3 separate regions of the Mus musculus genome follow, and all the other regions are linked to region 3. The links are chromatin contacts, called in public Hi-C and HiChIP or PLAC-seq maps. All regions are on one chromosome and are shown on one strand. Each heading gives the region's core, a stretch centred on a gene start, on an enhancer-like site or on the middle of the called end of the contact. The rest is flanking DNA. Distances are from core to core; before and after follow the strand shown. Region 1 has its middle 91 kb from the start of Gm33897. Region 2 has its middle 29 kb from the start of Gm46240. Region 3 overlaps 4930459C07Rik (RIKEN cDNA 4930459C07 gene).

The links. HiChIP or PLAC-seq counts read pairs in DNA pulled down with a chosen protein or histone mark. Hi-C and Micro-C count contacts between places; a contact is called where the count stands out from the background.
Region 1: a CTCF HiChIP or PLAC-seq map of the NIH/3T3 cell line shows a contact between it and region 3, with 11 read pairs. The contact joins two enhancer-like sites.
Region 2: a contact with region 3 is called in a Hi-C map of bone marrow-derived macrophages, with 12 read pairs. The contact joins two enhancer-like sites. A contact is called at or near these places in 1 of 15 datasets of contacts at CTCF or cohesin (the NIH/3T3 cell line), 2 of 484 Hi-C or Micro-C datasets (CD8 T cells and bone marrow-derived macrophages), 1 of 115 datasets of contacts at active chromatin or transcription factors (effector CD8 T cells) and 1 of 9 other capture datasets (embryonic stem cells).

Annotation. Positions count from the first base shown.
Region 1 is chr10:96,804,701-96,808,830 of GRCm38.p6, forward strand. No RefSeq gene overlaps it. Among named protein-coding and RNA genes, the nearest start is that of Gm33897, 91 kb to the left of the region's middle. Within about 2 kb of position 2,076, at least 40 of the 459 cell types and tissues checked have an H3K27ac peak or open chromatin away from gene starts, as enhancers often do. A contact at or near this core is called in the NIH/3T3 cell line, where this site is marked.
Region 2 is chr10:96,869,981-96,874,651 of GRCm38.p6, forward strand. No RefSeq gene overlaps it. Among named protein-coding and RNA genes, the nearest start is that of Gm46240, 29 kb to the right of the region's middle. Within about 2 kb of position 1,686, at least 84 of the 459 cell types and tissues checked have an H3K27ac peak or open chromatin away from gene starts, as enhancers often do. A contact at or near this core is called in CD8 T cells, the NIH/3T3 cell line and bone marrow-derived macrophages, where this site is marked.
Region 3 is chr10:96,235,776-96,240,311 of GRCm38.p6, forward strand. All of the region lies in intron 1 of 4930459C07Rik (RIKEN cDNA 4930459C07 gene), which reads left to right. All of the region lies in intron 2 of Gm40747 (a long non-coding RNA gene), which reads right to left. Among named protein-coding and RNA genes, the nearest start is that of 4930459C07Rik, 12 kb to the left of the region's middle. Within about 2 kb of position 2,081, at least 75 of the 459 cell types and tissues checked have an H3K27ac peak or open chromatin away from gene starts, as enhancers often do. A contact at or near this core is called in CD8 T cells, the NIH/3T3 cell line and bone marrow-derived macrophages, where this site is marked.

The DNA.
Region 1 (4,130 bases), core at 826-3,325, 570 kb after region 3:
TAGGAGAGTGCTTTTCCCTTGGCCAGCTCTCTTTACATTCTGATGATGTAGGATCATTTTCTTTCATTTGTAAGGTACACTGTCTTCTAGAAGCAAATCACGGTAAATTCTGAACCATCTTTGTCATGACATATAGTTTGACATAGTGCTGAAGTCACCGAACACAACTAATTGTGAGAGGAGCCATAAAATGAGACCACTGCGTGCCCTAGCAGATAGTCACTGTATCATCTGGGAGATTCAGAGCTTTGACTTACTTGTAGACATAAGACATTCTTTTTCTGTTTCTCTTTTTTTTTTCTACATCCATTTATCAAAATATTTTTTTAAACAACCAGAGAGAAGCATGTATAGTTAGGAATAAATTATCGGACTCAGGCAAAAATATGACACTAAGCTGAAGGTATTTCCAGCACCCCAAAATAGGATACAAAAGTCTTGGGAGCTGGAACATAAAATCGGGGAGGAGATATATTAAGAGGCCTAAGACATCAGGTCTTTTAGTTTAATAATATCTCTCGTATGTGGTCTTATGGAGTATTCAGCTTAGATGAAAACTTTTTCGGTGGCTTAGCTGGATTTATGAACCAATGGTCACTCAGGAACAAGAGGGTAAAATCCTTATGTTGTGTGTCTTGGTATCATTTCGAAGCCTCTCAGTTTCCTTCTCTGACATTAACAGAGAATAATCCTTCAAATTACTCATGTGAACTAATGAGACCAGTAATGAAACGGCTAGCTCCGTCATTGCTATGAGTGATGCCCTTTTAGAACACTCATTAAAAAACCTTTCTTGTCCTTCATTATGTGGAACATGCAATCCTGAAGTGTTGTAATTTACAGCAGGGCTAGGTTTCTGCTCTAAAATCCTCTCTGCTTTAACATACAAAATGCTACTTTTTCCATACTTGCATTACTCAAAGAGCAAAAAACAAAGATGAGAAATGAAACAAATTTTGAAGATAATTCTACTCATCTCCTCTAACTTGCCAATCTTTCTCCTAGAAGATGTTAAGAAGCAATACACGTGCCTCACTGAAGGAATAAACACACTCATCTGCAATTATTAGAAGCTACTTTGAAGAAAAAGGCCCACAAAGATAGATGGGCTTTTCCCAAAAGTCAGAATTATGTTTGTTTTAAAAGCAGTTATTGACTTTTCATGAGCAGTATCTCAGGCAGGCCCATCTTTTGTGATGAAATCCTGATGGTGTGAAAAGTTGAGTTCATCTGCATAGAACAGATTACATTGTGATCTGTGAAGACATCCCTCATTCGTACTTCCATACTCTCTGAACTGCTTCCTATGTCAATGATTTGAGTTGCTTACGTAAACACAATGGAAATTTTGCATTTAAATGGAAATAGAAGAATATACAGATGAAAACCTTTTCTCAAAGTACCAAGAATGGGGCCAGTGAGATGTCCCAGTGGATAAAGGTGCTTGATGCTAGGTCTGAGGACAGAAGCTCAACCCTGTAACCCACAGAATAGAACAAGAGAATGAACTCCCACGAGGTTTTCTCTGACTGACACATATGCTGTGGGACATGCCTTACTCTATCACATAAATAAACCAGTCAATAAATCAATCAATAAATATTACAAATTTAAAAAGAAATAGTATACACAAATTTTTGAATCAATAGAGTGTTCAATTTATATCGATCCAGAAATGAAAACTGTTAATTAAAAAAAAAGATGTTTATTATTTATTTATGTACACGTGTATCTCTCTGAATGTGTGAAGTGTGCATATATGAGGACTTAGAAGCCAGAGGAGAATGTATGCTCACCTGGAGCGGGAGTTACAGAATGTTTTATCAACTGAACTGTGTGCTAAACTCCACTCCTCTATAGAAGTAACAACTGTAGTCAGCTGCTGAGCCATCTCTCCAGTCGCAACTGTGTTCATTTTAACTGTTACAGGGAGACATGGATTTAGTGTGTGTGAAGCAGAATGTAACCAAGGTCCAAAATACATTTCAACTTTACACCACATATACCACAGACAAAGATGAAACTGAAGATGTTCGTGCCAAAGGAGAAGGAAAGGGGCTGGCAAGCGTGGCCTGACTAACAGATGACTAAGGAGAGGAGAATGTTTCTGATAGTTATAGGCTTCCCCAGGAGTAAGACACACAGGCCTGTTTGGTTGATCAGCCAAGCCTTGGGCTTTGCTGTCACTTAGGCTTCTTTTTCCTGTGAACGCTGGGTCTACACAAGTGAAAGAAACTGCAGTGGGGGCGGGGGGGGGGGGCGAGAAGGAGGGAGCCCGCCCCAGAGGTGGCTGAGTGTGGAATGACAGGAAAAGCCTCAACAATGGCTTAGCGCTTTAGTTCAGCATATCTAAGGAATCTTATTAGCAGTTGGGATGATAGATAGCAATAATATAGGGGTAATAACTTTATGCATCTAAGTACTTTAGAGACTGCATATAGTTTAAAGTAAATGCACCTCGGCAACAACCCTCTCTGTGTTATTTTTTTATTTTAGTCATTGAAGACCATCTTTTGGTCAAACACAATATATTTCCATCGGGGAGAAAAAGACAACCTTAAAATGCCGACATAACTCGAACAATTTGCCCTTTGAAACAAAGGTATGATTTCAAATCAACAGGGCTCTATTGAAATAAAAGTCTCACAGACAAGCTGAGATCTTAATAGACTTCATTATGTTGTTCAACCAAAATTAAAATCTGCACATTTAAAACAAACAAACAAACAAACAAACAAACAAAAAAACCCTCTTAACATGATTGTCTTCCTGTCTCACCTTGCTCCTTAGAACTCCTTGCTTCTGGGGAAGAAGCCGATTGCATTCCTGACTGAGCTGAGTCTCAGACAAGGTGAAGAGAATCATAACATTGGTTTTAGGGTAAAGCTCAACCAAAATGTTTAACGGTGATAAATGCAAAATAAATCCAGATTGTCTACCTTAGCAAAGAGAAGAGAAGCACGGTACTGGCCTTCCACATGTTTGGTATAAATAGACAGACATAGACAAAGGTCGAGGGAAAGGTTTTATATATATATATATATATATATATATATGCCAGCTATTTTTCTAGTGTTACTTGTGAGTGTTCTCATCAAGAGAATAATATTATAGTTTTTATTGTTTTTTGATAAGGGCTTCATAGCTGCTCATGGGTGGTCCTGTTCAATTTTGCCAATGGGTTTTTGCTTGGGAATTATTAGTGGCTGGGTACTTGACATAGTCATTGAGATGCATTTGTGTTTGGGTTGTCTCTATGTCCACACTGCTAGAAACCAACAGCGTCCTTTTCCCTCTCTCTTCCTCCTCTTTCTTCTAGTACGTCTCTGCATGAAGTCTGAAGTCCATTCTCACTGTTTTTCTGTGGCACATTATATTCCGCTCTGCACTGGCTCTTTGACACATTTGATTGCAAAGTTCAGTGTACCCTTTATTATGTGGTTCACAGAACTCTGTGGCAAACAGAAGCAGGTCCAGGAAAACATGATTTTTGGAGGGTGCTTAGGATGCACACAGGAACACACATGTACACACTCAACCACAGCACAGGGTCTTAAGTGATAGAAGGCAAGTGCTCCAGGTATAGGAAAAACAGTCTACAGTAAAGGGATCACAAAGAGCTTCAGAAAGAAGCTAACATCTGATTTGAACCACGAAGGATGCCAACATGCCAAAGAACAGCAAAGAGAAAAAATATTTAGGTGAAAATAAGCTTTAAACATGGCAAAATTGGGAGCACGTAAGGACTTGAATTTTGAATTTTGAATCTCTGTCAGCCACATAAAATCCAAAACCTGAGCATTCACACACACACACACACACACACACACACACACACACACACACACACACACACACAATCTTAGTGCTGGGGAGACAGACAGAGTAGAGTAGGAATTCCTAGCCAGCTAGTCTAGATGAATGGCTGAGTTCCAGGTTCAGTGAGACCCTGTCTCAAAAAATCCAATGAGAACTATTAAGGGATAGTTTCACACCTGAAAAAATGTTCAACATCCTTAATCATCAGGGAAATGCAAATCAAAACAACCTTGAGATTCCATCTCACACCAGTCAGAATGGCTAAGATCAAAAATTCAGGTGACAGCAGATGCTGGCGAGGATGTGGAGAA
Region 2 (4,671 bases), core at 436-2,935, 630 kb after region 3:
AGGAAAATCAGTAGGAGCTTTCTAAGCATCCCACTGAAACTGAGGCAACACGTTGTGAAACTGATGGGGCATGACACTACCGTACATGGGATCTCTAGCTCCAACTCTGCAATGTCTTTTTTTCTTTTTTTAATTAGGTATTTTCCTCGTTTACATTTCCAATACTATCCCAAAAGTCCCCCATACCCACCTCCACAATCCCCTACCCACCCACTCCCCCTTTTTGGCCCTGGCGTCGCCCTGTACTGAGGCATATAAAGTTTGCAAGTCCAATGGGCCTCTCTTTGCAGTGATGGCCGACTAGGCCATCTTTTGATACATATGCAGCTAGAGACAAGAGCTCCGGGGTACTGGTTAGTTCATATTGTTGTTCCACCTATAGGGTTGCAGTTCCCTTTAGTTCCTTGGGTACTTTCTCTAGCTCCTCCATTGGGGGCACTGTGATCCATCCAATAGCTGACTGTGAGCATCCACTTCTGTGTTTGCTAGGCCCCGGCATAGTCTCACAAGAGACAGCTATATCTGGGTCCTTTCAGCAAAATCTTGCTAGTGTATGCAATGGTGTCAGCATTTGGAAGCTGATTATGGGAGATAGAAGAGAGAATCTCAGGTGCAATGTCTTTATTCTGGGAAATTAAATGAAAAGGGGATGTGAGGTGAGAAAAATAACTAAACTAGACTGGAGAAGAAGGTAAGATGAAATGAAGAGGCAGAACTAGCAGATGCCTACAGTAGATTAGGAACACCAGAGCCTTTCATCTTGTCAAGATGGAGGTATTGTTGGGAAGCCACATGAGCGCCAAGCGACATAGCTCCAACAAATTCAGCAGAGGCCAAGAAGCATGTCCTTAAGTCTTCCTGTGAGATGGCTTCCAAGTGCGATGTTTGTCTGTGACTCTTATTTAAGATACCCAGGGAGCTATCAAATGTTGTCCGTAATTGATTGACAGCCACATGAAAAGAATAAATATTTCAAACTGGAATAACAGAATAGATTTCTCCTGAGCCTTAACTTAATTCCTCTTTTTAAAACTCTCTTTCTTTTTCCCTCCTCCCTTCCAGAACTGCAATTGGAAAAAAAAAAGAGTAAATATGAAGAACTACATTGAGACAGTTGTCTGATTATTTTTTTAACCTGAGAATGCAAATGGATAAAGTTTAAAAACAAGGAGCGATGTCAAACATAATCAGAACTTTATATCCTGCAATATAAACTTTTGTAAGCTCAGAGAATCAGCCAGAACAAAATGTCTAATTGGTTTAAAATTAAAGTCAAGGTTAATATTAATAAATACTTTATAATTCTTTGTAAGTTTATTTGAATGGTATTGGCTCAAACTAAATAGATGCCATTTCTTTAAAGAGAACAGTGTTTAATTAATACCAAATGACTTAGTGTGTGGAGTTACTGTTTGTTCTGTGGCCCAGGCTTCCAAGCCTGTGTTTGTGTATGTGTGTGTGTGTGTGTGTGTGTGTGTGTGAGAGAGAGAGAGAGAGAGAGAGAGAAAGAGAGAGAGAGAGAAAGAGAGAAAGAGAGAGACCCACATTTGGTAGACTTCTACAGAATGCACACATATATTTTCTTTTTGCCAAAAAGTAACAGAAGCCTTCTGAAGGCGTAAGGCTTCATCTCTTTGATAGAGCTCTTAAAACGAGAACAAGAGTGAGCCAGAGTGGACAGGATGTGGGTGTCTGACTCACAGCGCAAGGCAGCCACATGCAGGGTCAACAACCCCACCCCATCTGTGGCCTGCCCTTTCCTCTGATCTTTTCAGATATTTCATGTGATGGTTGGCTCACAAACAGTAATGGCTTCTTGGGAATGTCGGTCATCCGAACTACCTGAAAGATAAGAAGCTCCACCTTCCTTTCTTATCCTGGCCTCCTTGGTAAAGATGGAAAGATATTGTTCCTTCAGATACACAGTAGGGAGGAAAAAGATGAGGAATCCAGGTTTCCGAGCCTTCATAAGTCTGAGCCCTGTGACTCACCGACAGACCACATGAGACAGAGGCCATGTTCTTGTATGTTTTGGTGGTGTGCAACTTTTTCTCCTCTGAGACAGACAGGAAACATGCCTAATTCATTGTATAGCAGCTATATAAGGCTCTGAGGATAAATACTGACTAAATCCCAGGAGTATTTTAGTGAGGAGCAGTATGCACATGAGCCCATAACTACTTACAGAGTGGCTGAGAGGCTGCTGAGTAGTGATCAATGTCTTAGTTTAAGGGATATAAAAACAGTTATTACAATATATCATAATATAACATAATACAGTAATATATATATATATGTACATATAAGATACATACATAATGTTATAACTCATGAAGCGGTAGATGGAAAGAGAACAGAGAGGAGGAAATACTTAACAGGGAGGACTGGACTCCACTGTGTTAATTAGACAAGGCTCTGGGAGAGGAAGAGCTATGCTGGGCTGGACGCTGCAATATACTCAATGAACATCAAAAATGATGAGAGGTTTCAGGTAAAGGGAAGAGTCTTTGAAGAGCACCATCGCTGAATGTTTAAAACAAGAAAACTGAGAAAAGAGAAAGGGCTAGAGCTCTTGGAACAATGGAAGGAATGAGAAGAGAAGGAGAAAGGTATTCATTCATTTTCTAATCTAGCCTGCAGGCTGCACAGTCAGTGACCCCGAAACAATGGACAGTCAAGTGTGCTTTGCAGTGTCTCCGGTAGCCCAGGTTGGCTTCAAACTTATTCTGTAGGTGCAAACCTCATTCTCCATCCTGAAAACCCCCGAGTTCTGGTGTTCCTGGCATGTGCCACACCTAGATGGGATTATAATTTTGTTCTTATAATTTCTGGAGTTTATGTGGTTGTTGGTAAAATTCTGTTGAAACTGTGATGGAAGAAAACTCTCTCTCTCTCTCTCACTCGCTCTCTTAATCTCTCTCTCTCTCTCTCTCTCTCTCTCTCTGAGGTACCGTTTCACTATATACAGCAACCTGGCCTTCAATCACAGAAATCTGCCTTTAATGAAAGAGCTGGGATTAAAGACATATCCCACCATATCTGGCCATTTTCTTATTTTTCAGGCAGGCTTGTTGCCTGCACATAGAGCTTATAGATTTGGCCATATTATCATCTGCAAGCTCCAGGAATCTTCTTGTCTCCAACACTCTGGCGGATTACAGGCATGCACTGTTGTACCTGGTGTTTTCTTTTTAGGTGGGTGCTGTGGGGGGTCAAATTCAAGTCCATGTGATTGCATGGCAAGCATCTTATGACCTAGCTATCGCCACAGCTCTATTTCTGTAGATAATTTGGTTGGTTTGGTTGGTTGTTGGTTCGTTTGCTGGTTGGTTGTTTTGGAGATGAAAATCGCATCCACTAAAACACAATGATCTTTGCTGTAATCTTGATCAACACATGTGGTTATGTGACCTGCATTCTAACAACATCTAAAACCCATATAGTTCTTCCTACCACAGGAATCTCTCCTGTATCTCCTCCCAGGCAGTCCCTCTTGCCCTTTCAAGAAGCCGTCACGGATTGGTGAGATCCGTTTTCCCTTTTGCAAAGCTATGCTTTAGGTTTCTCACTTGGAGAATTTTATAGAAACGGAACCACAGCAAAGACTCCTTTGTGCCTGGCTTCTGTTCCCAAAGTTGGATGTGGAAGATACATTTAGGCCACACATTTATGGGCTTATTCAGTTACTTCCTTTGTGTTTTCAAACATTCCAATAAAGGTGCACACTATATGGGCTTCTCCATTCTTTCACACCTAAGCCATTCCTATTTGAAATGATCACACATAAAAGCTACTGTGGACAATGTTATAGAGATATTCACATGGAAAAAATTACATTTTTCTCTGGTAAATAGGAGTGAGATTGTGGATGTCAAAGAACAAATATGTCTTTAAACTGGTTAGTGACTGCTCAAAAGTCTTGCACCACCTTATTTTTTATTATTTATTTATTTATTTATTTATTTATATTTATTTTGCATTTTCCCTTTTCATCGGAAACATATGAGTGTTCCAGTTGTTCTTAAGCCCATGCACACGCAGAATTGACAGCTTTGGCTGCAATTGTCGTAATGGGTGCAGACAAGTGTCCTGTTGTGGTTTTCTTTTACATTTCCCTGAATGACAAATGATGCTTGGAGATTACATTCAGAGGCAAGACCATTGCTTAAGAACATTTACCTGAGCAGCAGATGTCCCTAGGTGACCTCCCTCTTCTCTTTTCATACCGAGATTCTTGCCTTCCTTGCAGACAGAATAGGATTCTAGCTCCTGCTACGTGGGATTATAAATTAAGGGAGATTGTACACATGGAGTTAGGAAGAGGCATGGCTGCATAAACAGTGGCTTTACCATTCATTGGAGTACCTAATGACCTGTACTTGGTGACATGCCAGCATTTCATGAGGCCATTTATTGTCATTCCTAAATGGAATGAATAAAAAAGGGGGCATTCATTTTTTTAATATAAATTTATTTATTTACACTTCATATTTTATTCCCCTCTCCCTGTCCACACTCTGACTCTTCCACATTCCATACCTCCTCCCCACCCACCTGTCTCCATGTGGGTATCCCCACCCCCCCACCTGACCTCCAAACTCCCTGGGCCTCCTTGAGGTTAGGTGCATCACCTCCTCTCTTGAGGTTAGGTGCATCACCTCTGAATGATCA
Region 3 (4,536 bases), core at 831-3,330:
TTATTGAATGAGTTAATGAGATATGCATAAAACCACAATGAAGGGCTAGAGCAATGGCTCAGTCTTTCAGACCCCCTATTGCTTCTGCAGAAGACCTGGGTTCAGTTCCCGGCACCCACGTGTGGCTCACAATCACCTGTCACTTCAGCTCCAGACGATTTGACTCTCTCTTCTGACCTCTACAGATACAAGGCACAAATGCGGTGAGCATACATGCACATGCAGGGAAAACAGTCACACACGTAATGTAAAAACAAATAAACCTAAAAACAATGGCGAAGCCCCCAGATGAATGAGATAAACATTGGCTTTAATTCAGAGGAGAGGGTTTTCAAGGTGGATGGAAAAGAGAGGGAGGGAGGGGGTGGGGAGAAAGAAGGAGCAAGAGAGCAAGAGAGAGTGGAGGAGGCAAGCAGCCCCTTTTATGGTGAGTCAGGCACAACTGGTAGTTGCCAGGTAACTGTGGGGCGGAGCCTAGACTAAATGCTATAAATAGCGCGCTCTATGAGCACAGGCTGGAATACTCTGAGGCCTCTTTCTTTCTTTCTTTCTTTCTTTCTTTCTTTCTTTCTTTCTTTCTTTCTTTCTTTCTTTCTTCCTTCCTTCCTTCCTTCCTTCCTTCCTTCCTTCCTTCCTTCCTTTCTTTCTTTCTTTCTTTCTTTCTTTCTTTCTTTCTTTTTCTCATCAAAAGCTTTTTATTTCTTTTTTTTTAATTAGGCATTTTCCTCATTTACATTTCCAATGCCATCCCCAAAGTCCCCCATACCCTCCCCCCACTCCCCTATCCACCCACTCCCACTTTTTGGCCCTGACGTTCCTCTGTACTGGGGCATATAAAGTTTGCAAGTCCAATGGGCCTCTCTTTCCAGTGATGGCCGACTAGGCCATCTTTTGATACATATGCAGCTAGAGTCAAGAGCTCCGGGGTACTGGTTAGTTCATAATGTTGTTCCACCTATAGGGTTGCAGATCCCTTTAGTTCCTTGGGTACTTTCTCTAGCTCCTCCATTGGGGGCCCTGTGATCCCTCCAATAGTTGACTGTGAGCATCCACTTCTGTGTTTGCTAGGCCCCGTTATAGTCTCACAAGAGACAGCTATATCAGGCAGGGTTCTGAGGCCTCTTTCAATGTTCAGACATCACAAGTCGGGACTTTGGGGCTTCTAATGTAAAGGGCAGCCTCCACGTGTTCTCTGTGTCTCCAAGTGCTTTTTTTTTTTTTTTTTTTCCTCCTGGAAGATGACCAGATATGGCCCACAGACAGAATCAGCACTGACTACACACCCATGTTTTCCTTTCCCCTTAAAAAATTCAAGATTGTGACCCACATTGGGTACTTTGCAGCAAGCTTGCTAAGTCTTGACCAACTTGGTTTTGGAATAATGAACAATGAGTCAGAGTGGAACCATTCAAAGAAACCCACAAAACATTTCTTCGAGAAAAGATTTGCGGGTAAGGAAAATGATGCTCAGATGTCTAATACGCCCTGCTTGTGGTCATGTAGAGTAGGTTATCCTCATGAAAACTGGAGAGGTACTTGTGCTTTGCACTAATCCTCCTTGTTTATTCATGGAAGTATTAATTGCCTTATTTCTTATTTCCCCCAAGTAAGGGCAAAAGGTAGCTCCCGATACTGGGTCCAGGAAGAATAAAGCTAAGTAAGATTATACACTGGCCATTTCTTATGTAAAGTGCTGCCCTTCATAGAGAGACCTTAGGAATTGTTCTCTTCCTGGGACAGCCAGTGAGTGTTAACTGCTGGAAGCATCTCTCAGCAGTCTACGTAGACAGCTTATTATTTTGAGGGCTGTGAAATGCCATTTAGGTATGGATTGATGTTCTTTTGTTGTTGATCCTCAATCTTCTGAAACAGGAGACCTCAAGGGGTCTATTTTCATGAAATGCCCACCAAAATTTTGCCTCAGTCTGAGCCAACTAGTGGATCACTGATTGCCAGTGCCCAGATGATGACTACCGCCGTGTTTCTCAACCTTGCCATGAGGATAGCACTCTGTGATCTGTGACAATGAGTAGTGAAGTCATTCTTAGGGGCTTCTGGGACAGCTTTCTTTGTGCTCATCCACTGAGTTGATGGTTGGTGACTTGAGGACATGATGCATGAATCACAACCTCTGCCCTGATGTCTAAGGTACTACCGTCTGACTTCCAAGACAACTGTGATGAGTCAGATCTCGCCTCTTAGTAGTTAGTTACTTGTGCTGTTTGGAGGGTCTCAGATAAGCCCTTGGGAAGTTTGTCAGCTGGTCTGGTTGACTAGCAGGATTTTGTTTCCCATAATCGGGTGGCCATTTAATAACCTTCTTTGCCTTTGGGTTCCCAAGTTAATAGAGCTCTGAAAAATATAATCCCTTCTAATTAAGTTTTACCACATGGTTTAATGCTATAAAGACTTTTACCAGGGGGCTTAGGTCATACTACAAATGCCCCTCTTCCCACTCATGTGGGGGGACGTCTCTGCTTGCTTTGAAACTGAAGTGTTCCCAGATAGTATAACCTTCCTTCAGTTCTTACACGTAGGCTTCCTTATGGGCTTTGATTCTAAAAGAGTAGTTAGACAGTGCTCCTCAGACTGGACTGGGGCTGAGGGTTCTGAAGGCATCCTGCCCCCCCATGAATGCTAAGCAGTCCCGGTGACCACAATGTGGTTGACATTGTCCCAGTGAATGACAGGGCTTGAGAGATGGGGAAACCACACAGCCGTAAGAACTGGCAAGCTTCCACACTTACTGTGTGCCAGAAGAGGAGCCCAGTGGTTTACATGTGCTCTATTATCTGATTTTTCATCATAGTCCAAGAAATGCTTCTATATTCCCACTTTGCAGATGCGACTGTTGAGGCTCTGAAAGGCCAAATTATTTGCCTAAAGCCGTATACACAGTGACAGACTTATGTCACTTGTGTAATTTGGATCCATGGGCTGTTGAATTCTGGAACCTATACTTTAACTGTTATACTGGCTTAGTTCTGTGCAGATACTGCCAGCATCAAGAACAAACTGTATCTAGATATAAATAACACATAAATATGAGCAGGCCTGGTTCATGGACATATTCCTTTAGAGCTCTAAGGAACAAGTTAGCTTTGTGACTTTGACAGAAAACAGAAGGTAGGTTGTGAAGTTTCTTGGGTAATTCTAGGTACTTGGACACCTGTTCAGCTATTCTGGGATTCTGTGGTGGGGGTAAGGGGATACAGGGAGGGTGAGGTCATTATTGCAAAAACCATTTCCTGAAAGCTTGACTTCAGGAAATGCAGGAGCATTAAAAATACCCATTGTGTGGGAGCCGTGGCCAGATCATGACTCACATTTAACAATTGTGTCCATAGGTCACAAAGGATTTGAGGAACATAGGAGATATTCATACTAAACTCTGTCTGTGGGTGGTTCATTATGAAGCGTTCAGTAGGTTGCGAATCATGTTACCATTTCAAGAGTGACATTTACAAGTTTTCCTGGAAACTGTGAGGCCAGACTTCTTCATTCATACATTGATTTGCAATTAGTTGTCCACCTACTAAGTACAAGGAACTGCATTAGTTCCCTTAGGATATTAGAAAAAGAACTAAGTTGCGTTCTTGACCTTTGCGGTGTGTAGGAAGCACCTGCAGGAAAATGGCCTTCTTTGTAAATTTGCCCACATCTTTGCTTTCACAAAAGGAAGGCCAACTCTTAAAGGAAGATGCTTCAGTTCATTTCCACCACAAAGAAAGGGCTCTAAGTAAATCTGCCAACTCTCAGAACTTATTCCCAGCAATCCCTGGGAGAGGCTTGGCTTGGGCTTGGTAGGTACTTTTTCTGTCATTGTAAGAATGAGACCAGGTGAAGGGAACAGAAATTATTAATTGAATGATCCTGTGCATTTTTTTTAAAATTGGCACTGAGAATGTTTTTGTTTATTATTTCTAATTTATATTTTATTCAAAGTTATATATTCTAAATAAGATATATACATATGCATTACAAAAGGCAGTAATAATCTTCTCCTAGGAAGCTACCCCAAACCCAAGGTTCAGAATAGCATCAATACTTTGCATTTCCCTATGCCTTCTTTCTCTGTCCTAGCATCCCATCTCTCCCCTTTGGAGGAAGCCATTGTCTTGAAACTATGCTTACAAGATAGAGAATGGAGGTCTCAACTCCTCCAGTCTGTTCACGATGAGGCAAAGCTGAAGGAGAAGTAGCTCAGTACTCAGGGTTCATTTCACCATGGCAGAAAGACTCATATTGGTGGCTGTGTTTATTTCCATACAGGCTCCTACTGGTTACATGGAGACATAGTGTCTGGCAAAGGAGTGGATCATCTGAAGACCTTGGTATTAGAAGTGAGTCCAGGACCAATCCTAATGAATGACTCTGTAGGAACCAGGCAGATATGAAGGCTAGGGTGATGGCTCAGTCAGGAAGAGCTCTTTCTGTGAAAGTATGAAAACTGGACTTAAACCCTAGAATCCATATAAAATAGTAGATGCAGTCACATGTGCACCTATAATCCCAAGTGTCTGGGAGGACAGAAAA